Regions from separate parts of the Mus musculus genome. Here regions 1, 2, 3, 4, 5 and 6 are each linked to region 7. Evidence: chromatin contacts called from public HiChIP or PLAC-seq and promoter capture Hi-C data. All regions are on one chromosome and are shown on one strand. Each heading gives the region's core, a stretch centred on a gene start, on an enhancer-like site or on the middle of the called end of the contact. The rest is flanking DNA. Distances are from core to core; before and after follow the strand shown. Region 1 holds the start of Fbxw2 (F-box and WD-40 domain protein 2). Region 2 has its middle 32 kb from the start of Gm34372. Region 3 holds the start of Hspa5 (heat shock protein 5). Region 4 holds the start of Gapvd1 (GTPase activating protein and VPS9 domains 1). Region 5 holds the start of Psmd5 (proteasome (prosome, macropain) 26S subunit, non-ATPase, 5). Region 6 holds the start of Rabepk (Rab9 effector protein with kelch motifs). Region 7 holds the start of Mvb12b (multivesicular body subunit 12B).

Region 1 (3,852 bases), core at 1,325-3,824, 940 kb after region 7:
CAACATATAACATATACAAATCTCTGGAGCTGTGACCTCTGTATCAGTTATGCTACTAGGTGCAACCTGACCTGCCACCCAGATCACAAAATTTGGTTCTACAATAAATGTTGAAGCAAAAAGATGTGAGGAAAGAAAAAACAAATGTGTGCTAAGCTGTGTGCCTTGGGTATTCTGGTATTCCATTCCTTTACAGTACTGTCTGTTAGAACATGGATTGCTAAAGGCTACAGTTTGCTTTTATAAGCCTCACATAAGCTAGTGACAGCTCTTAACTGTGTTCCCTACAGAGCCATGAGGGTCCTTGTAGCCTGTAAGATAAAGCAAATTAACAATCTCCATGATGCTGGCACAGTGAAACATACAATCTTAGCTTCTTAGAGGCTGCCCTTACAAGATAACTAAGTTAGAGATCAACCTGGGAAATATGTGATCATGGAATGCTCAACTAAAGTCTAAGCTTCCATTTGTAAAACAGAAGCTATTCTAACTTAGCAGTGTGCGAATCAGAAAAGCTGCAGTGATACGGCACATCTAAGCCGCTAACTGCTTCCTTAGCTCTTTTCTTTCTGCACACCCCCCTTGCTATCTTGTGCCTCTCACCCTTCTCAATGTAAACACTTAACTTGTTCTGCAGTCCTCAACAGAAACAATCACAAAGCTCTGAGGAAATGTGTAGTATGATAAACATTCCTAAATTGGGAGATGAGAGCATGAATTTGGTTTCTGCTTCTAAGCAATTATATTTATGTTGGTCCTAATAACTGAAGCAGCGCCTAAAAATATCACGCTTGATTCTAACATGGTTCATAGAAGAAGTCAATACTACTGCCCTTACCAACAAAGAGGCTAGGGCCCAAGAGGCAGGGTGGCTCAACCAGAGTTACACAGGAGCAGCAGCTCAGTAGTACCCAATCTCCACCTGCATCTTCTACAGGCAAGGCATTATGGGTGTAAACTCAATGTTTTCCCTCCTTCTAGTCTGCATAACCTATGCAGGTAAGGAATCAAGGCTTCAGGCCTGTGAGATGAAGTGCTTACTGAAAAGCCTGATGACCTGGGTTGGATACCCAAAACCCACGTAAATTTGGGGGGAGAAAACTGACTCCATAAAGCTGTATGCAAAACCACGCACGCACACACTGGCATATACATGCTCCCTCCAACATCCTACATAGACACAGACATATAGACACACTAAAAATCATTTTTTTAAAGAACAAAAAATAAATACTCATTGTTGTTGGGAAGGTTGTCTCCTTGCCTCCCCTTTCACAACCAGTTAAAAGGTAGGCCAGGCGTGGTGATACATGCCTTTAATCCCAGCCCTCGGAGGCAGAAGCAGGCTCTGTGAGTTTGAGGCCAGTCTGGTCTACACAGAGGATTATGTGTACAGAAAAGTATTCTGTGAATATTGAGGAAGCTGATTAAATATTGCTTCAAGAGAGAACTGGAAAGAAAAGGGATGAAGTCCCTTTTAACAAAACATCTTTTTGTATTTAAAACCATGTGACTACACTATTGTAAAGATCTTTTCCTCCTTTTGCTTGTGATATTTAGAAAATTGTTTTTACTGTTCCTTTTTGTTTTGCTTTTTGTTTTATTTTGTTTTTTGAGACAGGCTTTTGCAGTGAAGCCCAGACTGGTCTCACAATTCACAAGACTGGAGTGCTGGGACTGCTGGAGTCCACAACCACCCTTGGCCTAAAAGCCATTAATTTAGAGACTAATCTTTTAAACCTTTGAAAGAATACAAATAATGTTTATAAAACACGGGCTCTGAAATTTCACTTGTTGGGTAACCATGGGCAAATCATTTCTTGTGTTTCAAGCCAAATTTCCTCACTTGTAAACTGTCGCCTGGTACTGTTTTACCTACAAGATTGTTAGGGTTAAACAGCGTTCTGTACAGTATCTGGCACACTATAAGCCTACAATAAATGCCAGTTACTGTTATAATGTAGTACTAATACTGTCATTTCTCCCCTTTTAAAAAGAAGCATCATCTCAAATACACACCTGTTTTCAAGGCATACACACAAGCATGGTGCCTTCCTACACATACTACTACGTTCTGCATTTTATAAACCACCTGTCCACATTTCATCATCTTTAATTAATTAAAGTGCTAGCCTTGGGGCATCAATGTTAACTCGTTTCGCGGCTAGGAAAAACCGAAGCACCAGAAGGCAGGAACTCTTAGCTCTAATTTTCCTGTCTAAAATTAACTCCGAGTCTCTCAGCCCGTTCGTGACTCCCTTGGTCCCCTGCTCCTGGAGCCGTGTTCCGCGCGGCACTGACCTGAGCGAGCGCCCCGGGGCCCGGGACCTCGCGCCGGGCTCACACCGACTAGGCGCGCTCGGGCCGCCAGAGCGTCGCAGCGGCCGGGTCCGCTCCACAGCCATGGCGCCTGCGGGGAAAGGGAGAAAACAGGCCGGGGCGGCGGGTCAGTAACGCCGCGGGCGCTGGGGATTCCTGTCCAGCCCGGCCCGGCCAATCGCAAATACAGACCTGGACCTACGGCCGCTGCTCTGGGTCCGCAGCCTCACAGGGGAGCGGCTTCCGGTGCTGCTGCGTCATCTCCGCGCGCCATTCCGGCGCCCAGCGTCGGGCGGAAGCGGCTCTACTTCCGTCTCTGCCCTCCAAGTACCTGGGAAAGAATGGCCCCGACTGTGGAAAAGGGCCGAACATGTGCTGTACCACCGTCTGCGCTTACACCTTATGATCCTGAGCAAGGTGGACCTCTAGATTTGCACAATGTTTATTTTCCTCATCTACTTTTTTTTTTTAACCAAGTTAGGGTAATATTTCACAGGAGAGAAAGGGCTAAGGCTCCAAATCCACATGTGACGATATTCAAACAGCCCATTGACACCTGGCACCTCCCAAACACGATTCTGACACAGCTGAACAAATCCCTAACTGCGCGAGGTCTATGTCTAGTCGTAGGAGGAAGACAGGACAAATAACAAAGTATACTGCAGGAAGCAAGGACAAAACATGGTAAGGGAGTTGGGTAGGGGCTGGGTTAAGCTCGAATCCCAGGACATACATGCACGCTGTCCAAACGTGGCCACTTAGCCACGGAGACAGCTGTTCTCCGAAGCGCTTGTTACATATCAGCTAACTAGCGTGAAGCCTTTAGTCCCCCCAGATAGAAGTGGTAAGCAAGAAGCTCTATAAATGCTGCTGTGTGAAAGCTTTGCCTGTCTGTTTGATGGGACAAGGTTTTTCTGTAACTCTGGCTGACCGGGACCTCGCTCTGTAGACCAAGCTGGTCTTGAACTCAAAGATCTGCCTGCCTCTCCCAATAGCTTGGGACTAATGAATGGTGTGCGCCATCATTGCCCAGTTTTTGGTTTGTTTGTTTTTGTTTTTCCTATTTAAAGCTTTTGTTTCCCTTGGGTTTTTTTTTTTTTTTTTTTTTTTTTTTTGGGTTTTCGAGACAGGGTTTCTCTGTGTAGCCCTGGCTGTCCTGGAGCTCACTTTGTAGACCAGGTTGGCCTCGAACTCAGAAATCCCCCTGCCTCTGCCTCCCGAGTGCTGGGATTAAAGGCGTGCGCCACCACGCCCGGCTAGGGTTTTTTTTAAGAGTTATTTATTTTATGCGTATGAGTACGCTGTAGTTGTGAGCCTTCATGTGGATGATGGGAATTGAATTTAGGACCTCTGCTCACTCCGGTCAACCCCGCTCCCTATGTGAGACCGGCGCTCGCTCAGTCCCAAAGATTTGTTATTATAAATAAGTACACTGTAGCTGTCTTCAGACGCACCAGAAGAGGGCGTCAGGTCTCATTACAGGCGGTTGTGAGCTACCGTGTGGTTGCTGGGATTTGAACTCAAGACCTTCAG
Region 2 (3,729 bases), core at 891-3,390, 780 kb after region 7:
GGCACTGCCATTGGAACACACCCCTCTACAGCTTGCATTGCTCCCTCTGCACCCTGGCTCCCATAATCCTCCACAGTCCTGTGAGGCTGGCTTTGTAGAAGGCAGACAGGGTCAGATCTCTAGGAAGCTAAAAATATCCTGTCTCCCTCTGCCTAGGATCAAAAGCGTGGGCCACAGCTGACCAGCTGTTGTTTTGTTGAGACAGGGTCTTACTATGTGGCCCTGGCCTAGAACTTGCTATGGAGACCAAGCAGGCCTCAAACTCACAGATCCACCTGCCTCTTCCGCCAGAGGACTGAAAGTCATCTGTCACTGTGCTCAGGATCTTGGGTAGCGCAGGCTAGCCAAGAACTCCCTGGGTAGTTGAGAGTGACCTTGAACATCCTTCTTCCACTTCCCAAATTCCCAAGTGCTGAGATTATAAACATGCGGGGACCACACTTAGACTCTCTCTCTCCCTCTCCCTCCCTCCCTCCCTCCCTCCCTCCCTTCCCTCTCCTAAAAATAGCCATCACAGCAGGGAATGGTGGTGTTAAGTCTTTAACCCCAGCACTGAGGACTGCAGAGGAAGATGGATCTCTAGTAAGCAGGAGGCTAGCCTGGTCTATATACTGAGCTCCAGGACAGCCAGGGCTACACAGAGAAACCCTGTCTCAAAAACCAACAACAAAGTCATCAGCAGAGCACGGGCTGCTCTTCCAGAGGACCTGGGTTCGATTTCCAGCATCCACATGGCCGCTCACAACCATCAGTAACTTCAGTTCCAGGAGATCCAACCCCCTCTCCTTGCCTCCATGAGCACTGCACACACATGATGCACAGACATGCGCTCAGGTACACAGGTACACATATACATGTAAATTTTAAAAAACGAGTGTTTTCAAATAGTCATGAGTAAGGAATAAATTTTATTCATAATATTAGGTCATATACAACCATTTAAAACTGAAGGTAGAGCTATAGTCAAATTATTTCATGAAGTATTCACTGGAGGACGCCTCTCAAGCAGTTCTGGTGAGCTAGAGAGTATGACCTCCATTTTCTGTACAGCTTTGATAAGCTTCCCCCTCCCCCCCCCCCACATCATTTCTAGCCTCCGCAGGTGTGATGGTTTTAATTGTCAACTTGACACAATGTACAGTCAACCTGGGAAGATCAAGGTGAAGGGTTGTCTAAATCAATCAGGTTGGCCAGTGCACTTGCCTGTGTATGTGTGGCTGGGTTATTTGTTGGAAATAATCCAATTGTTTGGAAACTTTGGTGGAAACACCCATTTGGTGGAATGTGCGTGGCATTATTTCAAGGGCTGGGCCCTATACAGGAGCGGGAAAAGGAGCATAAGAGGCATTCCTGCCTTGAGTGCCCCACTACGACAGACTGTAACCTGGAGCTGTAAGCCACATAAAGTCCTTCTCTTTTAAACTTGCTTTGGTCGGGGTATTTTCTCACAGCAACAACAGGGAAACCAGGACCGTGGGGCTCATGGCGATGCCCACACTGTGGGAGGGACATGTGGTCACCACTCTTTTTTTTTTTTAAAGATTTATTTATTTATTATATGTAAGTACACTGTAGTTGTCTTCAGACACTCCAGAAGAGGGAGTCAGATCTCGTTACGGATGGTTGTGAGCCACCATGTGGTTGCTGGGATTTGAACTCCTGACCTTCGGAAGAGCAGTCGGGTGCTCTTACCCACTGAGCCATCTCACCAGCAGCCCGTGGTCACCACTCTTGACAGATGAAATGGTCTCAGAGTGCGCGGTGCCACTGTGACTGAAGACGCAGCACTCCCCAGCAGCAGCCCCTGCAGAACGGGGTGTGAAGGCTCCCCGGTGTCGGGACTGTACTGCTAGGTCTTTCATGATGATCGGAGCCCTTGAGCGATGGACATCGATGTCGATGGCCGGACAGTAACTTTGATACGGAGTTGTCGTAGAGAAGCCTCATAGCTGGTAATGACCATCTCACACGACGCGGTGGACAAGGAGGCGCCGGCTGTATTCGCTTGTGTACCGTGGGAGCTGCACATTTGGGGGGGGGGTGTCTGTCTAGTGCTGTCCTGGTACAGGGTTCCTTCAATGCTCTGGAAGCTGGGAGCGACTGCTAAGCTCAGACTCACAAGGCCGCCTCACAGCTATTGCTTTGTACCTGTCCTTGGCCACAAGATGTCACCCAAGGAGCGGCAAAGCGGGGGTGGAGTGGGGGTCGTGGGCTGGGAGGAAAGCTGCCAGACAGGAATCAAGCAGGGGACAAGGGCAAGATCTCGACAGAGCCATCAGCAGATGCCACCTAACCTGACCAAGTAGGGCTACAACTGCGTTCTTCATGGGCAGATGCGTCGATGTGCTGGACACCGCTACAAACAGGCGCTCGGATGACACGGGGGCCCCACGGGCGCTGGGGTCTCGCGTGGACTACACATGATACAGAGGGAGCCGGGCACGGACGGTCTGGGTTCTACGGCTCCTCATTTGGTCATTTCCAGCAGGCCCACTTTATGTGGCAGTCAGTGGCTTCGAGACCCAGCACGGAAGCAGAGGAAGGGACGACCAGCGCATGCGCAGCCTGCAACCCCACCCTGGAGAGTTTATATCCAGTCGCGGTTGTCCCAGTCCTGCCTCCTGGGTAAGGGATGTGGCTTGTCGGTGCAGGCCCTCTGGGTTTCACTGCGCACGTATAAAGTGCCGAGATGCAAATGTACCCACAGCTCACCTGCAGACTGACTACAGCCCATTTGCACACACATGCACCGATCTGCAGCCAGCTACAGCCCACCCACAGCCCACCAGAGCCAGGAGAGGCTATGGGCATAATCTTTCCAAAAGGTGGGATCCCACTGAGTGACAGGTCTTGCCTGAATTTGGAAAGAAAAGATAGTTTATACTATCCACTCCCAGCAGCAAACATCTGGGGACCATTGCTTGTGACTGTGCAGGCAAGCAGGAGCACTAGGGGGCCAGACCTTACTGGAGAGGGAATGAAGGTGTCACTGGTCCTCCAAGGATATTTACAGGAGACAAAGGTAACACAAGTGAGAGGCTGGAGGAGCTATCGGGAAGATAGGCTCACTCGCAAAGGCAGACAGAGTATGTTTCCCGGCAGCTGCAGGCTTGGCTGCTTTACTTTTGTTAAGACTGCCTTGTGTGTCTTTGTGGCTTTTAGGCGGATGCTTGGGCATCAGGTGTCCTCTATCAGGGTCCCTGTTTTCTCACTAGTCTGGAAGCCAGCAGGCCCCAGGATCCTCCCTCAGACTTGGATTCCTCTGTCCTTCATCTAAGCCTCTGAGCTGGGACCACAGAGGTGTGAGGACACTAGAATTGTTAGGTCCTGGGACCCAAACTGATGGATACCACTCATAGCTTTCCCAATAGAGCACATTCCAATCTAGGCCTTGAATCCCAGCACTCTGGAGAGAGGCAGGAGTGAGTATCTTTGTGATTGGAGGCCAGCCTGGTCTACGTAGAAAGTTCCAGGACAGTCAGGGATACATAGAGAAACCCTGTCTTAAAGACCCAATGTCTGGAGCACACCCCAGAAAATGACCATTAATTTGATTGTGGTTACATCATCAGATCCCTTGAATGGGTTAGCCAGGAACCAGGTGAAGAGACACCATCTGTCCACAGACCTAAGTTACAGAAATCTTCTCACAACTATGAATTACAGGAGACCTAAGGAGGATAAAGTGAAAACTCACTTTGGACATTCTTGAGAGTGTCGTAAAATTCC
Region 3 (3,475 bases), core at 324-2,823, 880 kb after region 7:
TGGGGTGCAGAGATGGTGGACCTGAGAGTTCAAGGCCAGCCTGGTGGACATGTTGAGCTCCAGGCCTGGAGACAGATGTCAGTTGTGTAGCATGCATAGATGCAAGTCCCATGGTAGTACATGCCTATGCCTGAAGTTCTCAGCACTTGGGAGGTATAGATAGAAGAAACAGAAGTTCAAAGTCATTTGCTACACAGTTTGAAGACTGGGGGTGCATGAAATTTGTCTTTAAACAACAAAAAAGGGTGGTGGTGGTGGGAATCAATAGTATAAATTATGGAGTAAAATCAACCGGGTTATTAACTATATTCTCAGCACTTATCAATCGACCATTCTAGCTATTTAATCGCTCTTGGTCTCAATGGTCTCTTCTGGAAAATGGGAAAAATGTACCAAGACTTGAATATGAATAAATGACACATGGAAAACACATAGGAGGATCAGTAGTTATAGACCAGCTTGGGCCTGTGTACAATGCCTCTCAAAATACATAAAACAAAACAATGAAGTACATAATAAGCTCAAGTAGTAACTTGTTTTGTTTGTCCCCCAACATACTATTATAAAAGAGTAAAGCATCAGCAAGACTTTTTTGTCTGCTAAACGTCTTTAGCATTATCAGCCCTATTCCAAGAGTCGAATAGGGTGGTGTCAAGAAGGAAGAGGGAAAGAGGAAGGACTTATAAATAATAACCAGTGTCATAAATGGAAATGCTATGCTAGAACAGGTTAGCGAACAATAAGGCGCTACGAGAGAGAGAGAGAGAGAGAGAGAGAGAGAGAGAGAGAAGAAAAGATACATCTCATGGTGGAAAGTGCTCGTTTGACCATAGTACTGAATCTCCGCGGCGGAGAAAGGGAATAGGTTACAATTGGCCAGGCCAATCCTGGGACTTAACCCCGGCAAAGGGAAGATTCGAAAGGCCTGGAAAGACACATACGGCTAGCCTTGGGGTGAAGGAGAAACACGGTTAGCTGAGAAGCACCAGGATTCTCAGCGAGGCAGAATCCAGATCAGGCCCCAGCTCGAGACGTGCAGGCCGGGCGAGTAACAGGGCCTGGACTCTGGGACATCCGAGAACGTGTGGAGGCTGGGGAGGGCGATCACAGCTGAGGCCGGGCAGCTCAGGACGCGGGGAATCGAGGAGGAGAAAGGCCGCGTACTTCTTCAGAGTGAGAGACAGAAAAGGAGACCCCGAGGGAACTGACACGCAGACCCCACTCCAGTCCCCGGGGGCCTGGCGTGAGGGGAGGACCTGAACGGTTACCGGCGGAAACGGTCTCGGGGTGAGAGGTCACCCGAAGGACAGGCAGCTGCTGAACCAATAGGACCAGCGCTCAGGGCGGATGCTGCCTCTCATTGGTGGCCGTTAAGAATGACCAGTAGCCAATGAGTCAGCCCGGGGGGCGTAGCAATGACGTGAGTTGCGGAGGAGGCCGCTTCGAATCGGCAGCAGCCAGCTTGGTGGCATGGACCAATCAGCGGCCTCCAACGAGTAGCGACTTCACCAATCGGAGGCCTCCACGACGGGGCTGTGGGGAGGGTATATAAGGCGAGTCGGCGACGGCGCGCTCGATACTGGCCGAGACAACACTGACCTGGACACTTGGGCTTCTGCGTGTGTGTGAGGTAAGCGCCGCGGCCTGCTGCTAGGCCTGCTCCGAGTCTGCTTCGTGTCTCCTCCTGACCCCGAGGCCCCTGTCGCCCTCAGACCAGAACCGTCGTCGCGTTTCGGGGCCACAGCCTGTTGCTGGACTCCTAAGACTCCTGCCTGACTGCTGAGCGACTGGTCCTCAGCGCCGGCATGATGAAGTTCACTGTGGTGGCGGCGGCGTTGCTGCTGCTGGGCGCGGTGCGGGCCGAGGAGGAGGACAAGAAGGAGGATGTGGGCACGGTGGTCGGCATCGACTTGGGGACCACCTATTCCTGGTAAGTGGTATCCGTCGAAGGAGGAGGGGGTGGGGAGGAGTGGGGCGTGGCCTCCGGGGCCAGCGTGAGAAAGTGAGGTGCTGATTCCTTTTCTGTGGGGTTTCCCCGTCAGCGTCGGTGTGTTCAAGAACGGCCGCGTGGAGATCATAGCCAACGATCAGGGCAACCGCATCACGCCGTCGTATGTGGCCTTCACTCCTGAAGGGGAGCGTCTGATTGGCGATGCGGCCAAGAACCAACTCACGTCCAACCCCGAGAACACGGTCTTCGATGCCAAGCGCCTCATCGGACGCACTTGGAATGACCCTTCGGTGCAGCAGGACATCAAGTTCTTGCCATTCAAGGTCGGACCCGTTTTTTTTTTCTCATGCTAATGGGGCGGCTGGGGTGATAGGAGTATTTAGGGGTTGCCACTTGGCCAAAAACACTGTTCAAAGGACTTAAAAGAATGTGTTCGGAATTTATGTAACGGTTTTACATCTAGTCGTTTTTAGTGTGTTATAAAACATGACACACTGTTAACAATGTCTAGAAGTTGAAACAGACTAAAACTGTCGATCTATCTACAATACAGCTGTGCTCAGTTTTAGTTGTGATTTCCCCCTAAGGGACAGAGATGAATCAAGCTATGGGAGGGAGGAAATGGATTTTTTTTTTTAAATCGTTTGTGGTGTCATTGTTTCCTCTTCGGAAAAATTACCTTTAAATTACTTTATGCCATAGGTGGTTGAAAAGAAAACTAAACCGTACATTCAAGTTGATATTGGAGGTGGGCAAACCAAGACATTTGCCCCAGAAGAAATTTCTGCCATGGTTCTCACTAAAATGAAGGAGACTGCTGAGGCGTATTTGGGAAAGAAGGTGAATAACGTGTGAAACAGTGTTGAGTGTTTGATTGCTGTTGCTCCCCCTCGATGACTTGTGTAGGGAAGCCTTCATGGTTTGAAACCTTTCAATTTTTTTTTAAAGATTTATTTATTATTATACATAATTTCACTGTAGCTGACTTCAGACACACCAGAAGAGAGTGTCAGATCTCATTATGGGTGGTTGTGAGCCACCATGTGGTTGCTGGGATTTGAACTCAGGACCTTCGGAAGAGCAGTCAGTGCCCTTACCTGCCGAGCCATCTCACCAGCCCCAGAAACCTTTCAATCTTAACTTTTAGTGATTTAGTGTTTTGTGGGAGGTCAAGGTATATGCTAGTCAGCCTTTATGAGTTACCACTGCTTAATTCTAATGACAAAAGCGTATGATATAGCAGTAAACTGACTTAGAAACTGTTGTGGCTTGACTAGTTGATAAGAGTGACAGAAGTGAGAACACCATGTACTTCAATCATCTTTAAGTATGATTGCACGGTTGTCCTTCTAGGTTACCCATGCAGTTGTTACTGTACCAGCTTACTTCAATGATGCCCAGCGACAAGCAACCAAAGATGCTGGCACTATTGCTGGACTGAATGTCATGAGGATCATCAATGAGCCGTAAGTATGGGACTCAGAGCTCTACCATATTCCCAAGTGGGGGGGAAATATGAACCCC
Region 4 (3,323 bases), core at 767-3,266, 870 kb after region 7:
CCAATTATACTGACATATTATGAAATGTAAAACTGACATGTATGTATAGCTACATCTTATTACATAAGATAAGATATAGCAGAAACTCACAGACTCAAAGAAATCCATCAACAAACATGATATTTTGAGAATGCTCCAACTGTAAACATAACACAAAAATATCTGTAAATTCTATTGGTGACAAACTCACAGGGATTGCTAATACTACTGTGGTTTGGTACTTGTTTTTATAACTAAAGGCAACAGTTTCAATTACTGGTTTGTAAATAAAGGTGTAATTTTACCTTCATTCTCACTAAAGACATTCTATCTACATTCAATGCACCGAGGAACCACGAGTTGGAAGCTCTAGTTCCCAGACCTCATCCTTTTTGCTCAAACTCAAAATTTTCATTTTATTAAGTTTAATTTAATTGAGTCTTAACGTTAAAAAAACCAGAGTCCTCGTCGTTCCTACCGCTTATCTGACTCCTCACCTTATTTCACTTTATTTAGAATTATGCCTTGGATCCCGCTCGTTTCTGAGGTCTATCCAGGCAGCACCCGTGACAATTCTGTCCGTCAATAAAAGTCGACAATTGAAAGAAGAGAGATGGACAGAACGGACACTTCAAGACCACCAGCAGCAAGTGCACAGACGCCAAGCCCGGCGCGCGTTTGCGGGTGCACGGCGTCCCCAGCCCGGAGCGTCCGGCGCGTCCCTGGCGGCGCTCCCAAGCCATTCGGTCCGCTCCTGGCCTCCCGGGCTCGGCTGCCCACCTGCCCCGGACGCCCACAGAGGCGACCCGCGCTACTGCGCCCCTTCCCGCCCCGTCGCGCTCCCACCCCATCCCCCCCATGCGCCCTGTGTCCCCGCCGCCTCAGGCAGGCTGCCGGAACCCGCACGCCGCCACCCCTCTCGCGGGGCCCGGCCGCGCGGCTTCCCACCCGAGCGACGCCGGGCACGGGGCAGGCCCGGGGCCCGGGGCGGGGCGGCCGTCAGGCGCGGGCTGCGGTGCTAGGCCAGACGGCGGGGCACGCGGTGCGGACCGGCCGGGGACGCGCACTCACCGGTGAGGTCATGCGGAGGACGGCGCCCAGGTCCTCGCTGGACTGCCTCTCGGCCTCGGAGCCGTCGCCCTCGCTGCGAACTGCCACCGCCGCCCAGCCGCCGCCACAGATCGCCAGTCGGTTTCCCTGCCTCCTGCGGCGGCGCTGCCCCCTCAGCAGTGCGCGTGCGCGGCGCCGCGGGGGCCCCTGGGATCGGTGGTCCGGACCACGGCCGCCCTTCCGCTCCCGGTCGCGAACCGCCTTGCCAGGACCTGTACGCCGATCCTCCGCCCTCACGTCTCCGTGTACCTGGTGCTAGAGAAGACGGGTGGAAGAAAAATGACACTCCTCTCTTGCTCGGAACATCATCCAATAGCCAGCCTCTCTCTCTCTCTCTCTCTCTCTCTCTCTCTCTCTCTCTCCTCTCTCTCTCTCTCTCTCTCTCTCTCTCTCTCTCTCTCTCTCTCTCGCTCTTCCCCTTTCACTTAAAAGCTATGCCAATTGGACGGTATCTTCATTTTTAACTTATAAATATAATTTCCCACTTCTCGTTTTGTCGATTTTTATTGTAACTGTGTTATTTAAAAATAACATTACATTAAATAAACTGTAAACTGTGTTACATTAAATAGGCTTAGGTCGGTTTTGTTTTTTCAAAAAAAAAAAAAAAATGAAAGGACGCGTCAAGTTAGCAGAAGTGAACAGTCCCAGAAACCTTAGAGCTAGAACATACCTTAAAGGTCATCGGTGCAGCTCCCACCCAAGCAGGAATGGCCTCCACGTCTCACTTCTGTTTCGGATGTTCCAGTATCAGCTCACTACCTCTCAGGAGTACAGCCTGCTCCTCTCTGTTGCACAGCTCTAAATGTTAGAAAGTTCTGCCTTCTGCTGAGCTGAAATCTGCTTCCCTTGTCTTTCCTCCCTTTGCAGGTAGTTATTCTGCCTGGAAGCAAGGAGAATTGGTTCCCACTTGACAGCCCTTTAAAATATTGAAGACAATGAATATATCCTGCAACACCACGAGTCTCATGCTCCGCCCCCAAGGTGGGGGGAGGGGGAAGTGAAAACTCATCTTCCCAACTATTCAAACATAAATCAGATCCCAGACAGCTTTCCACCCGTCTTCCATACACCTCCTTTAAAAATCATCAGAATTGAACTAGCATGGTAGCTCTCACCTGTAATCTAAAACCTTTGGGAGGCTGAAGCAAATGTCTCAGAATTAGACAAAAGTTTAAACCAGCCTGAGCTACACAGGATGTCTAGACCAGCGGGAGCTATCCTTTGAGACCCTGCCTCAAAAGGAAATTCTTTTGTCACAATTTGCTTCCTATTTGCTACTTTGTTACAATAGCATTGTGGGTATCAAGTAAAATGTCTTTGGTACCATGTTGCCATTCAACAGAGTTCAATTAAAGATTATCAGTCGGGTCTGTTACATTGTACAAAGCACCAACCAGATGAAAAAGCAAGTGGATACAATTTACAATATAAAGTGGAGAGTATCTCCCATAGATTGAGTTTTGTAACAATAAACTAAATTACAAAGTGCTATGAAGAATTACAAAGTGTTATGAGATTCCAGAGAAAGAGACCATATTGAATTAAGAAATCAAGACCTAGGCTGAGTTTTGTGGCCCATGACTTTAATCCCAGCAGTTGGAAGGCAAAATCAGACCAATCTCAGAGTTCCAGGATAACCAGGATTATACAGAGCCCCTGTCTCAAAAGGCCAAAGAAGAAAAGAAAGAAAGGAAAAGAGATTTGGCTGTGACTAGATTCCAAGGTAGATGAGTCAGGATCCCAGCACTCAAGAGGCAAAAACAGGCAGGCGGAGGCAAAAACAGGCAGGCAGATCTCAAGGCTAGCCTAGTCTACAGAGCAAGTTCCAGGACAGTGCTACACAGAGAAATCTTGTTTAAAAAAAAAAAAAAAAAAAAAAAGGAAAAGAAAAAGAAAAAGAAAAAGAAAAAAAATCCAGAAAAAGAGAGGGGGAGGATATAAAATTTGTAGACTGCATAAGGGAAAACCCCCTTGAACAGAAGATTGTGTTCAAAGGCTCCAGAGCTCCAGAGCACAAAATCCACCTGCCTCTGCCTCCCAAGTGCTGGGATTAAAGGCTTGTGCCACCACTGCCCAGCTTGAAGAAAGGCTTTCAAAGACACAAAAGGAAACCTTCAAGTAAAGGCATTTGCCACCAAACCGAACCACCAGAGTTTGACACCAAACACCCCACATAGGGGAGGAAGGATAAATGACTCCTGCAATATTTTCTGACCACCACTGTGGCAAAA
Region 5 (3,471 bases), core at 239-2,738, 980 kb after region 7:
ATACAGCAAGATCCTATTTCAAAACAAACTAACAAAACTGGACCCAGTACCTTCTTTAAAGGCTGTAGGCCTCATCTTGTATTTACCATGTATTTCCTGAACTGTACTTCAGGGCAGATGCAGAGAGGAACAAATGTGTTTCCTAACCACAAAGACACACACAGAATTATAACAAGGGAAAGGTATCCAGAATTATAAACAGAAAAATGATAATGTCATTATGGTGTCTGACGAAGAGCCACTTGCAGCTGGAGAAAGACTTTTTTGGGGAGGTGGCACATGGGCTGGGTCCACAGTCAGTAGAACTGGTGTGAGAGGAGTTCAGAAAGTGCCAAGTCATGCTCTAGGAACGTTAGTGATGGTAACACGGTAGTGGAACAGATGCGCTCAGTGGAGTAAATGAAGGAGAGTAGCCTGGAAAAGCAGACTGGAAAGCTACCAGGAAGGGCCCAAATACCAAACTATACAATCATGATTTCCACAGACAAGCTAAGCCAACTGACCTGAGACATTAGTTCTGGTTGCAGGGTGAGGGCTAGTCAGAAAAGGAAAATAACCACTAAAATACTGACTGTTAAAACCAACTTAGCAGACGTAGCAGGAGTAAGAGATGTAGCAGAAGGGAGGTAAGAAAGCGCACTGAAAGCATTCAGTGCTGACTGACTGGAGCTCACTATCTTTTCAAATTAAAATTCAAATACAAAAAGCACATTAAATGATCAAGTTAACAAATACAAGACATTTCTAATTTAATGCTATAGATGCATATTCATCAAAAGTTGCTATCCTAACATTTTAATTCCAGTTGCACATTAATAACTTCTACATATAATCCTGGGTTATGCAGTTTACTCTCGCTTGTAAGGGGTATATAGTGGATTAATTTACACATAAGCTTTACAATTTTCCTTTTTTTTTTTTTTTACATTCAACACTTTCATACATACACAGATCGGCCGCGCAACGTTACGCAGCAATAATTTATGTCCTTAATGATTTATTAATATGGTTGTTTCTAGTTTAAAGTTTTGCTGTCTCACAAATCTGTTATTCCGTACATTTTAATTCCACTGGACAAGCATTCACTGGATACTGAAATTAAAAGGCGTGCCGTGGACCCCGCCACAATATCAGCAGAAGATTCCTTCCGGAGAGGAGAACCGTCAAGACCCGGGCAACACACAGTTGTGGACATCTTGCAATTGGACAACCTGGACTTTTCTCCGAAAGACCCCTGCAGCCATCCCTACCCGCCCAAGCCCGGTGCTTCTCTCACCGATTGTTCTGGTTAAGCAAGGAGAACAGCGGGCGGAGGCGTAGCTCCGCCGCCTGCTCGCGAAGCTCGTGCAGCGGCACAGCCTGCACCACTGACTGCAGCGCACGAAGCTCCTCCAGCGGCGCCTCCAGCCGCGCCACCTCCCGCAGGAGCGACACAGCCTGCGCCGCCATCTCCCTGGCTCCCGTCTGCCCGCCCACCTACTAGGTTCCCAGAGCGCCTCTCTGAATCTCGCGAGATCTTACGGAGCGAAGCCTCCCAGCAGATCTGTCAAGTCTCGCGAGATCCTTTCTCAACGCGGTCCCCGCCCCTTTCTTTGGGGCCCGGAGTCTTGCGCGTGCCGGGAGACTAAGAGACTGAGACCGCCCAGGGGATCAAGAGGCTTTGTGCACGCTCTCCGCAGAGGCCTCCGTGACGGAACCGGGATGACTGAACCCGAGTCCGAGGCCAGGTGGCCATCAAGATGAGGCACATGGTCCCCGAAAACTTGGACGTGGGGCGCCGGTTTGACGTCTGTCAGCCAATGGAAGGCCTGATTAAGAGAAGTTTGGGGCCGATGTGCAGGAAGTTTTCGGCATCTTCCAGAGTCTGCGCGTGACGTAATCACCGAAGGACAGACATAGCATTTAGTGCGGAGAGAAGGAGCAGGCCATGGAGGGGCTGGCCTCAGACTCCGAGACCAAATGCACACAGAAGTGTCTGATGGAAATCAGTGGTCAAGGACAAGCTATATATATTTCGTGAAAGAGAGAGAGGAGAGAGAGAGGGAGAGAAGCTTAAAAATCGCTGCCATCTGCGAAACACGGGGTTGTTGGAGAAGAACCATTAAAAGCTAGTTGACAACCAACTATTTCAAGCCGTTGGAATGTCTGGTCAGAGTTGTAGACCTCATTTGGTCCCCTGTGCCAAGGAGATGAGTCTGTTTTGGAACGCATGGCTTCCTGTTCTTTTACGGAAAGAGACAAAAATCCAGGAAGCTTAGAGGAGACTAAGGATGGGATGCCCATCTGTATGTGTGTTCGCGCGTGCATGTCAGGGACTCAGGTGACAACAATAAAACTCTGCGACTTTACAAAGACCCTAATCCCACTCTTTTGGAAAAGGTTAAACTACCCGTTTCCCCATTTTATGTCATACACACGGAGAACTGTCACTAACCGTTGTCTTCTCTTTTCGTTACTTCACGATTATCGTACCCTTGAAGCCTAGAAGCTAATTGGCAGAGAAAACTCTTGAATTAAAGGTGTGGGTGATTATGAACAGAAGTCCCAGGCATTCAGACTCCTCCCCAGCCCTCCAAACTCCCAGGGGCTTGTTTTCTGTAGCCCTTGGATCATAATATTTTCCAGACATTCAGGAATTATATCAAGAAGACATTTGACCACTTTGCTCCCTGCGTTGAAAAAGAAAACTCACTTAAGTAACACAGCAGCCTTATACTACTTTTAGTAGTTGTAAAAGAAGTTTAAAAAAAAAAAAAGATGACACATAGCCAGTCATTCTTAAAGCTTGCGAGAAACTTAGGAGTATGTTGTGAGTGGCCACACACGTTTCCCTAGAGCTGATGAGATTTAAAAAGAATGGAGAATTGATTTGGTTAAAAATAATATTGGGAAAAGTGAGCCAAGAGTCTATATCCATAGACAAGAAGACCAATCCCTGCAACCACAGACTGAAGATGACTCTAAGCAAAGCGAATGTTGCCTATGCTAGGCCTCAGCCCTCACTGGTTGCAATTGCCCTGGATCCTGGCTTGAGATGGCTCAGCAGATAAAGGCACTTGCTGGCAAGCTGAAGACCTGAGTTCCATTCTTTATGGTATAAGGAGAGAGCTGACTCGTACACGTTGTCTTCTGAATGCCACACCGTGGCACATAGTCTTAAGTGCTGGCACATAGAGACATACACATGCCACAATATGTGTGGAGGTCAGAGGGCAACTTGCTCTCTTTCCATCATTTGGGTTCTGGGATTGAACTTAATTCTTCAGGTGTGGTGGCAAGCACTTTTACCTAATGAGCCATCTCTCTGGCTCAAACTCATCTCTATTGGCTCAATAGGTTGTCTATTTTGTTGAACTAAAACACACACACACACACCAGAATAATCTAGATACAAAATAGTGCCATAACCAGTTTATGCTGTGTCTCTTTCCCTATGTCTGGAGTTGTAATCATTGTCAAGTTAGGATATGT
Region 6 (3,694 bases), core at 286-2,785, 910 kb after region 7:
GGCATGTGGTCTCTGTGATTTCTATGCCTGCCTAGTCTACATAGTGAGTTCTAGGACATCTAGGGCTAACCCTGCCTCACCTTGGCCCTAGCATGCCATAGAAACCAAGTTTTCTGGTCTCTATCTTTTTGCTGTTATTTTCGGACAGGATCTCACTCTGTGGCTTTTTGGGGCCTTGCCTGCAATACTGGGCTTTCTGTTGCTCCTCTGACTTTCATAACTTGCACTGCCTCACCCAGTGGGAATTTAATAAAATTAACAAGCATTCTGTGGTAATTACTGCCGCCCCTATCTTTCCTTCCTGTAAATTTTCACACTGCTAGTGGATATTTAAAGCCAGTTTCAAGGAGTTGGCATGGCTCTGTGGTAGAGTGTCTGTTTAGCATGGGCAAAGCTCTGGGTTCAAGTCCCAGAAAATTTCAAAGGTTATTTAAAGAGATTACCCCTTTCCAGTCTCTCAAGTTACTGCTCCTGCCTCAGGGATTAGCAATATACATCACATACACCCTCGGCAGGAAGGCTTAATCAGGACTTGGGTTTAGACCACAATATATATGACTGTATCCATTTAACCACCATATTACAGGAGTCATTCTGAACGTAATTATCTTTTCTTTTAAACTCATTACTCATTTAGAGACACGGTCTTATGTACCTTAGGCTAGCCCCCACTCATTATGTAGCCAAGGATGACCCTGAACTTCTGCTTCTCTTGCTGCCACCTCCCAAAAGCTGGAATTACAGGCAAACACCACCATACCTTTTTATGCCTTCTGGAGATCAAACCCAGGGCTAAGTTCTCGATAGGCAGGCAGTCTACCAATTGAACTACACCCTTACATCCCTGAATGTAACTATCTATTTAAAAGTCTGTAATCGGCCAGGCATGGTGGTGCACTACATGGCACTAGAGAGGCTTGAGGCAGCAGAGGCCAGCTTGAGCTACACAGTGAGACTTGTCTCAAAATAAAAGTAACAGAAAAGTATCGAAACTAGATTCCAAAATGTTAGCATGTCCGGCCTTCTGATTCATTCCGATAACTTACCAATGGACCTGCAGAGTGTAGAAGTGAAGGACAAACGAATGAAGAAAGGGAATTAAAGGAGAGTTGGGCCGATGAGGCCCACAAGCGGGCTAGGCTAATGACCACAGGGTCAGCCCAGAGCTTAGAGGGGCCGGCGTGGCGGGGACTCTCCTAGCCACCTCCTTTGCGTCCCCTCTGCCGGCCACATCTCCGCGCGAAAGAAGTCGGGGTCAGGGAGAAATGGCTGCCAGCTTTCCCCAAAACTGACCGGCCGGAGACCATGGGTACTACCCCTCCCACCCAGTTCAAGCCTACTGCCTTAAGAGACCTCCAGCCCAGCACCTATTACCTGCCGCAGCCCCCGCATGTCCTGGACGTGGCTCCACCCATGGGGCGGAGCTTAGGAGCCCGTCCTCTTCCCCAGTCCCGGAAGCGCGTCCAGGCCAACCGCTCTACGCCTCCGGGTCTCCGGGACTACGCGCCAAACTTAGTCAGGGCCTCCCGGAACTCTGCGTACTGGTTGGCATCCGGTCCATAACTCCAATTTCGGGTCCCGACGGAGTTTGTTACAGCAGTCCTTAGTAGTGACTTCTGAAGGGGAAGGATGGGTTGGAACTCACGTAAGCCAGGCTGACCTTGAATTCTGCTTCAGGCTCCCGAGTGAGATTTCCTGCATGCCATAGGATGCTAGGTTTTGCCTGTGCAGGTTTGAGGTTGGTTCAAACTGTGGATCCTAAAGCGGGTTATTTCCATAATCGCTGTTTGTGGTTACAGCACGTTCCAGACCACAGGCCCTGGGCTTTCCGGGAGCTCACAGGCTGAGCAGAGAGATTAAACACGAAGGACAACTAGGAGGTCCTATTGTAAACGCTGAAGAATAAAAAGTTCATTGACACTGTATGTTCTTGGGGAAAGTTATTAATACTTTTGGTGTCTTCTCTCAGCGACACACAAATTTTAAGATTTCCATAGAGGTTGTAGTCGGGAATTTTTATGGAGGCCCAGAGCTGGTCCTTTGTAAAAGCCGTGATTATTTTTATCTAGACACAAACTACCTCTGTTGACAGCTTCATCTGCATCCTCTCTGATCTATGTCCTAGCTATAGGTGCCCCGTGACTTTCCTAAAACAAAGATAGCTCGCCTATGTGCCTATGTGTGAACAGAGTACCATACTCTGAGCTCACTAACTTCCCTCAGAACTCAAGACAGCCTAGAAACAGAAGTAGTGTGTCTTTAGTGGGAGAGGGAAGACAGACTGGCTTCAAACAAGCTCCCGCACTAAATGGGAAATGTCTGACGAGTCTGCTCCTCTCTGAACCCTAGTTTACTCATAGATAGAATGGGAATAGCAATATCGGAACACAGCTGTCTAGAGAATTTACTAGTGCAAGTAAAAGAAAAACTTGGGTTTTAATTTTGAGACAGGGTCTCATGCAGTCCAGGCTTGCCTCCCATCTCACTGTATACCTGAGGATGGTCTTGAACTCCTGATTCTGCTGCCTCCACCATACAAATGCTGTGATTTACAGAAAAGATTTACAATGCTCCCACTCCAATTTATTTATTTAGTTACTTGAAAATATAACCAAAATTCATGGACAAAGTAAAATTGGGCTACAGCTCTCTTCACAACTTTGCCATTATATTTCCAATACCTGAGTCTTTGTGATTGCCTGTAATTATCAGAAAGCTCCCATAGACTGCCAAAGAATTTAGAGGTATGCACTCACTCTGCTTTCTTTTTTTTTTTTTTTTAAGATTTATTTATTATATGTAAGTACACTGTAGCTGTCTTCAGGCACACCAGAAGAGGGTGTCAGATCTCATTACGGGTGGTTGTGAGCCACCATATGGTTGCTGGGATTTGAACTTGGGACCTTCGGAAGAGCAGTCAGTGCTCTTACCCGCTGAGCCGTCTCGCCAGCCCCTCACTCTGCTTTCCTTCTGGAGAGAATCAGGGCTAGGTTGGCTCTGCCATGTGCCCAACATATATTTAGACAGCGAGTCCTTCTCAGAGCTCCAGAATGTGCCTTGGGCCTTTTGGTTTGGATTACACCAAGAAGCCATGCTGGAAGGGTATATTATCAAGAAAAAATGGACTATCAGATGGTTTACATTGTAGAAACCAATTCATTTAGACTAGAAATCACATTCTAAGTTCTTGGAGGGATGTTTGAATTCTGTTTTTAAAAATGAGAGTCAAGGGGCTAAAAAGATGACTCAAACAAACCAACCAAGACAAATTCTTTTGTTTTGTTCTTCTTTTTTTTTTCTTTAAGATTTATTTATTTTACGTATATGAATACACTGTTGCTATACTCGGACACACCAGAAGAGGGCATCAGACCCCATTACAGATGGTTGTGAACCACCATGTGGTTGCTGGGGATTGAACTCAGGACCTCTAGAAGAGCAGCAGTCAGTGCTCTTAACCGCTGAGCCATCTCTCCAGCCCCTCTTTGGTTTTTTTCGAAACAGGATTTCTCTGTGTAACCCTGGCTGTCCTGGAAATCACTCTGTAGACCAGGCTGGCCTTGAACTCAGAAATCTGTCTGCCTCTGCCTCCCAAGTGCTGGTATTAAAGGCGTGAGCCACCACCGACCGGCCACTTACTCCAACTTTAACTGAAGATACCGACAGGGTGCTTTACAGGGTGGGAGAGCCAGGG
Region 7 (3,650 bases), core at 902-3,401:
ACAGTAGTTGCTGACCGGGCTGGGCAATGTAGCTCAATGGTAGAGCTCACCCACATGCACAAGTTTGATGCTAAGTCCTAGAAAGAACTGCTTTTACTCATAAATTCACCACAGTAAGGCGGGCACTACGTTACAGTGTCCTGAAACACTTCGTTTATATCCCACCATGACCCTATAATAGATATCTTTAGTCTACATGACAAAAAAAATGGAGACTCAGAAGGCTTCATTCATTTCACAAGCCACACACTGTGAGTAGAAAAGCCAGACACAGGCTAGGGTTTCGTCCTTAAACTCAATTAACTTAACTTTAATAATATTCTAGAGTAGTCTAGGTCTACCAATACAGGCACGACAAAGGTCTTTAGCCTGTAACAGGGACATAAATACCAGAGGAGGGAATGGGCGATGTAAACAAGAAAGGGTGATTTTATATTCAATGACCCAGCTGACACTCTGTCAGTCAATCTCCCGGGTCCCTATAGTAGCCGTAATTCTCAGAGAGACCCCGTTAAATATGAGTGTGGTACAAGTTCTCAAAGCACCCCCAAACGATTTCCCAGCTGGCAAGAAAGATGACACCATCCCCGGTAACTAACCTCTTGTCTGCTTGGAGTTTTTCAGTTAGTATAGGTTTCTATAGGGCTTATCTTCTAACTTTCCCAAGGCAGCTGATAAGATTCGCCAGCCCTGTTAAAGGGAGATAGGATCCAACCAGCTGTCGGGAAACATAGGCGATTACCCCAACAAGGCATCACCAGAGACAAAGGCCCTGAAAGAGGAGCCTTGCCTGCTGTCTGCCAATGTGGCTGAAATCCAGGCGCTCTGGGTCTCCCGTGGGGGCAGGGAGTAGGGGCTATGGCCATTTGCCTTGGGCCTGCCTTGTCTTGCTGAACAGGTCGTTGGGGTCAGGGGACAGAAGAAACAGGCTGATAATTTAGGGACAGCTGTGTGCTAAAGACAAAGAAAACAAAGATGCTCCTGGCTCTACCTTATTCACTGTGTCTGTCTCTGAGGATGTGGTCCCTGGTGCGGTGCTAATCAGTCCCTTGGGCTTCACTTGCCCTGGCTGGAGTCATTGCAAGGGGAGGCTAATCAACATGCCCACCACGCTTCCTGGATGGCTGGTCACCTTGCAGACAGGTGCCCTACAGTTCGGGTGCCCCCAGGTAATGATGTCTGAGGGTCAGGTGCGCGCTCATCCGCACCCACGTGACAGCTGAGAGCCGGACCCCAGGCCAGGCGAGTCAAGGGAACTGTCCCCAGCGTGTGCCCCGGTGGAGATCGTCGCCCCTCACCTGGCTCCACCCTCGGAGCGCTGCTGCGACTCGAGTCCCCAGCTCGCTCCCGCCGCAAGGCCGAGCCGGAGCCCCCCGAGAGCCTGCGGCACCGCGCCGGGCGGAGGCCGCCCTCACGGGGCCTGTCCCCACGCGGGGCTGGGCGAGCCGCCCGCAGGCCTGGGCCCGGCCGGCTCCTCCCGTGCCCGCCCGTCCCCGCCCGTCTTCCCGCGCGGGCCTCACTTAACTGTTCCCCGCTGGGGCGGCGGCGGCTGCGGCGGCGGCGGGTCCCGGCTCCGTCTGACGCAGAAGCAGCTTCTCATCGCCCGGGCGGCGCGGGAGGAGCCGGGCCCGGGGCCCAGGCGGCTGCAGCCGGCGCCGCAGCTCGAGCGCAGCCTCCCCGGGAGCGGCGGCGGCGAGGGGCGGGGCGCGGCCTGGCGGCGGCAGCGACGGCGGCGGCGGCAGCAGCGGCTCGGGCCGGGGCCGGGGCGGGAGGGGCGTGCAGCCTGCGGCGGAGCCCGGGAGCGCACCGCCCTGTGGCCCCCGGTGCCCTCGGTCCCCGCCCCCAGTCGGCCTCCGCTCGGCTCTGCTAGGCCTCGCCGTCCCCCTCGTCCACCGCTCAGCCCAGCTGTAGGTCCCTGCAAGACGCTCTGACACCCAGGCCTGCAGGCCCGGAGTGGCCCTTTGCAGAGACGCCTTCCCACCTGTCCCTTGTAGGCTTGACTGCACCCCGGGGCGATCCCCTCTGCTCTGCCCACAATCCGGCTAACCTAATGCGGTGCAGCCGGGCCTCAGACTGACCCCACTCTCAGAGCAGGTCTCAGCTTGCCCCTCTTGCTGGGCAAATGATTTACCCACAGAGGCCTGGGGGCAAGCCTTGAGGAGGGATCTAGTGTAGCATGCCTGCCCTTGCAGTGCCTGGGGAAAGGTACAGAAGTCAGGAAGAAATGGAGCAGGACCCTCAGGCTGTAAGAAAAGGAGGCATCAGCAGCCTTTGATCCCTGAACCACCTGCCCCTACACAGCCAGGCCTGCAGGCCCTGGAGGGGACATGTGCTAAACGGGATATTTAAAACAGAGGATCACACGGTAGCCGGCTTGGATTTGCTCAGGCATCGGGACTCATAGTCACACATCCTGTGCTTTTCCAAAATAGTCAGCTCCTGAAGCAAATGGTGCCAAGCAGGCTGTCAAGGAAAAGATCCCGTGGGGACAATTCTCAAATGTGTGCATACAATCCAGGTACTTGTGTCACTCAGAAACACCACTGATCCAAATGGGTTTATAACAAGTCCAAACGCACCATAAGGAAACAGACAATCTGTGTTCTTAACTGGTACAGAGCCCAGCACAGTGGTGCTCCATTTAATTCCAGCCCTTGGGATGCAGAGGCAGGCAGATCTCTGTGAGTTCAACACCAACCTGGTCTACATAGTGAGTTGCCCGAAAGCCACAGAGGATTTGAAAAGAGACCTTGTCTCCAACAAAAACTTGCTACAGGCAAAAGAAAAAAAAAACATATTTCCAGGTTTATCATAACCCTGATATCAAGATCTAACAGAGATAACACCACCAAGAACTCAAGTGCAGAGTTCCAATCCCTAGAGACCTGAATATATGTGATTTTATGAAGAATGCTTGCTGTCTAACAAAGTAAGTGTTGTGTGACACCCATCTGTCCACCTTTGGGAGACTCTATGGACACTTCTGGGAAGTCCCATAGTAAGACAAGACAAACAAAAGCCTGGTTCATTTGTTTAGGCAGCCATTTCCCAGAATCATCTGGGCCAAGAAAACCGCTCTCCCCAAAGCCTACCCGTTAACTACCCATGATGAGAATCAACACCATATCTGACTGTACTGGTTGGTTTGTGTGTCAACTCGACACGGCTGGAGTTATCACAGAGAAAGGAGCTTCAGTTGGGGAAATGCCTCCATGAGATCCAGCTGTGGGGCATTTTCTCAATTAGTGATTAAGGGGGAAGGGCCCATTGTGGGTGGTGCCATCTCTGGGCTGGTAGTTCTGGGTTCTACAAGAAAGCAAGCTGAGCAAGCCAGGAGAAGCAAGCCAGCAAGGAACATCCCTCCATGGCCTCTGCATCTGCTTCCTGACCTGTTTGAGTTCCAGTCCTGGCTTCCTTTGGTGATGAACAGCAATGCGGAAGTGTAAGCCAAATAAACCCTTTCCTCCCCAATTTGCTTCTTGGTCGTGATGTTTTGTGCAGGAATAGAAACCCTGACTAAGACACTGACATACATCATACATACATACATACATACATACATACATACATAGCTGTTGCCTATTAAATAAAATTGTAGCATTTTCTGATCCACTTGGCTGTTAAAACCAGCTCAAACTCTTCTACAGTGG

The links. Promoter capture Hi-C pulls out the DNA fragments that hold promoters and counts their contacts. HiChIP or PLAC-seq counts read pairs in DNA pulled down with a chosen protein or histone mark.
Region 1: an H3K27ac HiChIP or PLAC-seq map of microglia shows a contact between it and region 7, with 5 times the contacts expected there. The contact joins the promoter of Fbxw2 here to the promoter of Mvb12b in region 7. A contact is called at or near these places in 2 of 39 promoter capture datasets (embryonic stem cells and stem cell-derived epiblast-like cells) and 2 of 115 datasets of contacts at active chromatin or transcription factors (astrocytes and microglia).
Region 2: a contact with region 7 is called in a promoter capture Hi-C map of hippocampal neurons, with 5 times the contacts expected there. The contact joins the enhancer-like site here to the promoter of Mvb12b in region 7. A contact is called at or near these places in 12 of 39 promoter capture datasets (the 3T3-L1 cell line, 3T3-L1-derived adipocytes, cranial neural crest and 6 more), 9 of 115 datasets of contacts at active chromatin or transcription factors (SST interneurons, VIP interneurons, differentiating embryonic stem cells and 6 more) and 1 of 9 other capture datasets (embryonic trunk).
Region 3: an H3K4me3 HiChIP or PLAC-seq map of embryonic forebrain shows a contact between it and region 7, with 2.9 times the contacts expected there. The contact joins the promoter of Hspa5 here to the promoter of Mvb12b in region 7. A contact is called at or near these places in 2 of 39 promoter capture datasets (cranial neural crest and second pharyngeal arch cranial neural crest) and 4 of 115 datasets of contacts at active chromatin or transcription factors (astrocytes, embryonic forebrain, microglia and 1 more).
Region 4: an HNF4G HiChIP or PLAC-seq map of pancreatic cancer cells shows a contact between it and region 7. The contact joins the promoter of Gapvd1 here to the promoter of Mvb12b in region 7. A contact is called at or near these places in 5 of 39 promoter capture datasets (the C10 cell line, cranial neural crest, hippocampal neurons and 2 more) and 7 of 115 datasets of contacts at active chromatin or transcription factors (astrocytes, bone marrow-derived macrophages, embryonic forebrain and 3 more).
Region 5: a promoter capture Hi-C map of erythroid cells shows a contact between it and region 7, with 8 times the contacts expected there. The contact joins the promoter of Psmd5 here to the promoter of Mvb12b in region 7. A contact is called at or near these places in 1 of 39 promoter capture datasets (erythroid cells) and 2 of 115 datasets of contacts at active chromatin or transcription factors (astrocytes and embryonic stem cells).
Region 6: a contact with region 7 is called in an HNF4G HiChIP or PLAC-seq map of pancreatic cancer cells. The contact joins the promoter of Rabepk here to the promoter of Mvb12b in region 7. A contact is called at or near these places in 3 of 115 datasets of contacts at active chromatin or transcription factors (astrocytes, microglia and pancreatic cancer cells).

What each region holds. Positions count from the first base shown.
Region 1 is chr2:34,823,661-34,827,512 of GRCm38.p6, forward strand. It overlaps Fbxw2 (F-box and WD-40 domain protein 2), which reads right to left and starts at 2,575. Exons shown (of 8, transcript NM_013890.4): 1 at 2,512-2,575; 2 at 2,302-2,410. It also overlaps a transcript of Gm34653 not described here.
Region 2 is chr2:34,669,346-34,673,074 of GRCm38.p6, forward strand. No RefSeq gene overlaps it. Among named protein-coding and RNA genes, the nearest start is that of Gm34372, 32 kb to the left of the region's middle. Within about 2 kb of position 2,141, at least 152 of the 459 cell types and tissues checked have an H3K27ac peak or open chromatin away from gene starts, as enhancers often do. A contact at or near this core is called in SST interneurons, VIP interneurons, differentiating embryonic stem cells and 2 more, where this site is marked.
Region 3 is chr2:34,770,517-34,773,991 of GRCm38.p6, forward strand. It overlaps Hspa5 (heat shock protein 5), which reads left to right and starts at 1,574. Exons shown (of 9, transcript NM_001163434.1): 1 at 1,574-1,630; 2 at 1,713-1,930; 3 at 2,043-2,274; 4 at 2,654-2,791; 5 at 3,305-3,417. The coding sequence starts at 1,806.
Region 4 is chr2:34,753,216-34,756,538 of GRCm38.p6, forward strand. Gapvd1 (GTPase activating protein and VPS9 domains 1) reads right to left here and starts at 2,017. Exons shown (of 27, transcript NM_001356441.1): 1 at 1,763-2,017; 2 at 1,051-1,344.
Region 5 is chr2:34,869,474-34,872,944 of GRCm38.p6, forward strand. Psmd5 (proteasome (prosome, macropain) 26S subunit, non-ATPase, 5) reads right to left here and starts at 1,489. Exons shown (of 10, transcript NM_080554.2): 1 at 1,277-1,489. The coding sequence starts at 1,449.
Region 6 is chr2:34,798,377-34,802,070 of GRCm38.p6, forward strand. It overlaps Rabepk (Rab9 effector protein with kelch motifs), which reads right to left and starts at 1,536. Exons shown (of 8, transcript NM_145522.4): 1 at 1,375-1,536. The coding sequence starts at 1,392.
Region 7 is chr2:33,885,795-33,889,444 of GRCm38.p6, forward strand. It overlaps Mvb12b (multivesicular body subunit 12B), which reads right to left and starts at 2,152. Exons shown (of 10, transcript NM_175184.4): 1 at 1,526-2,152. The coding sequence starts at 1,600.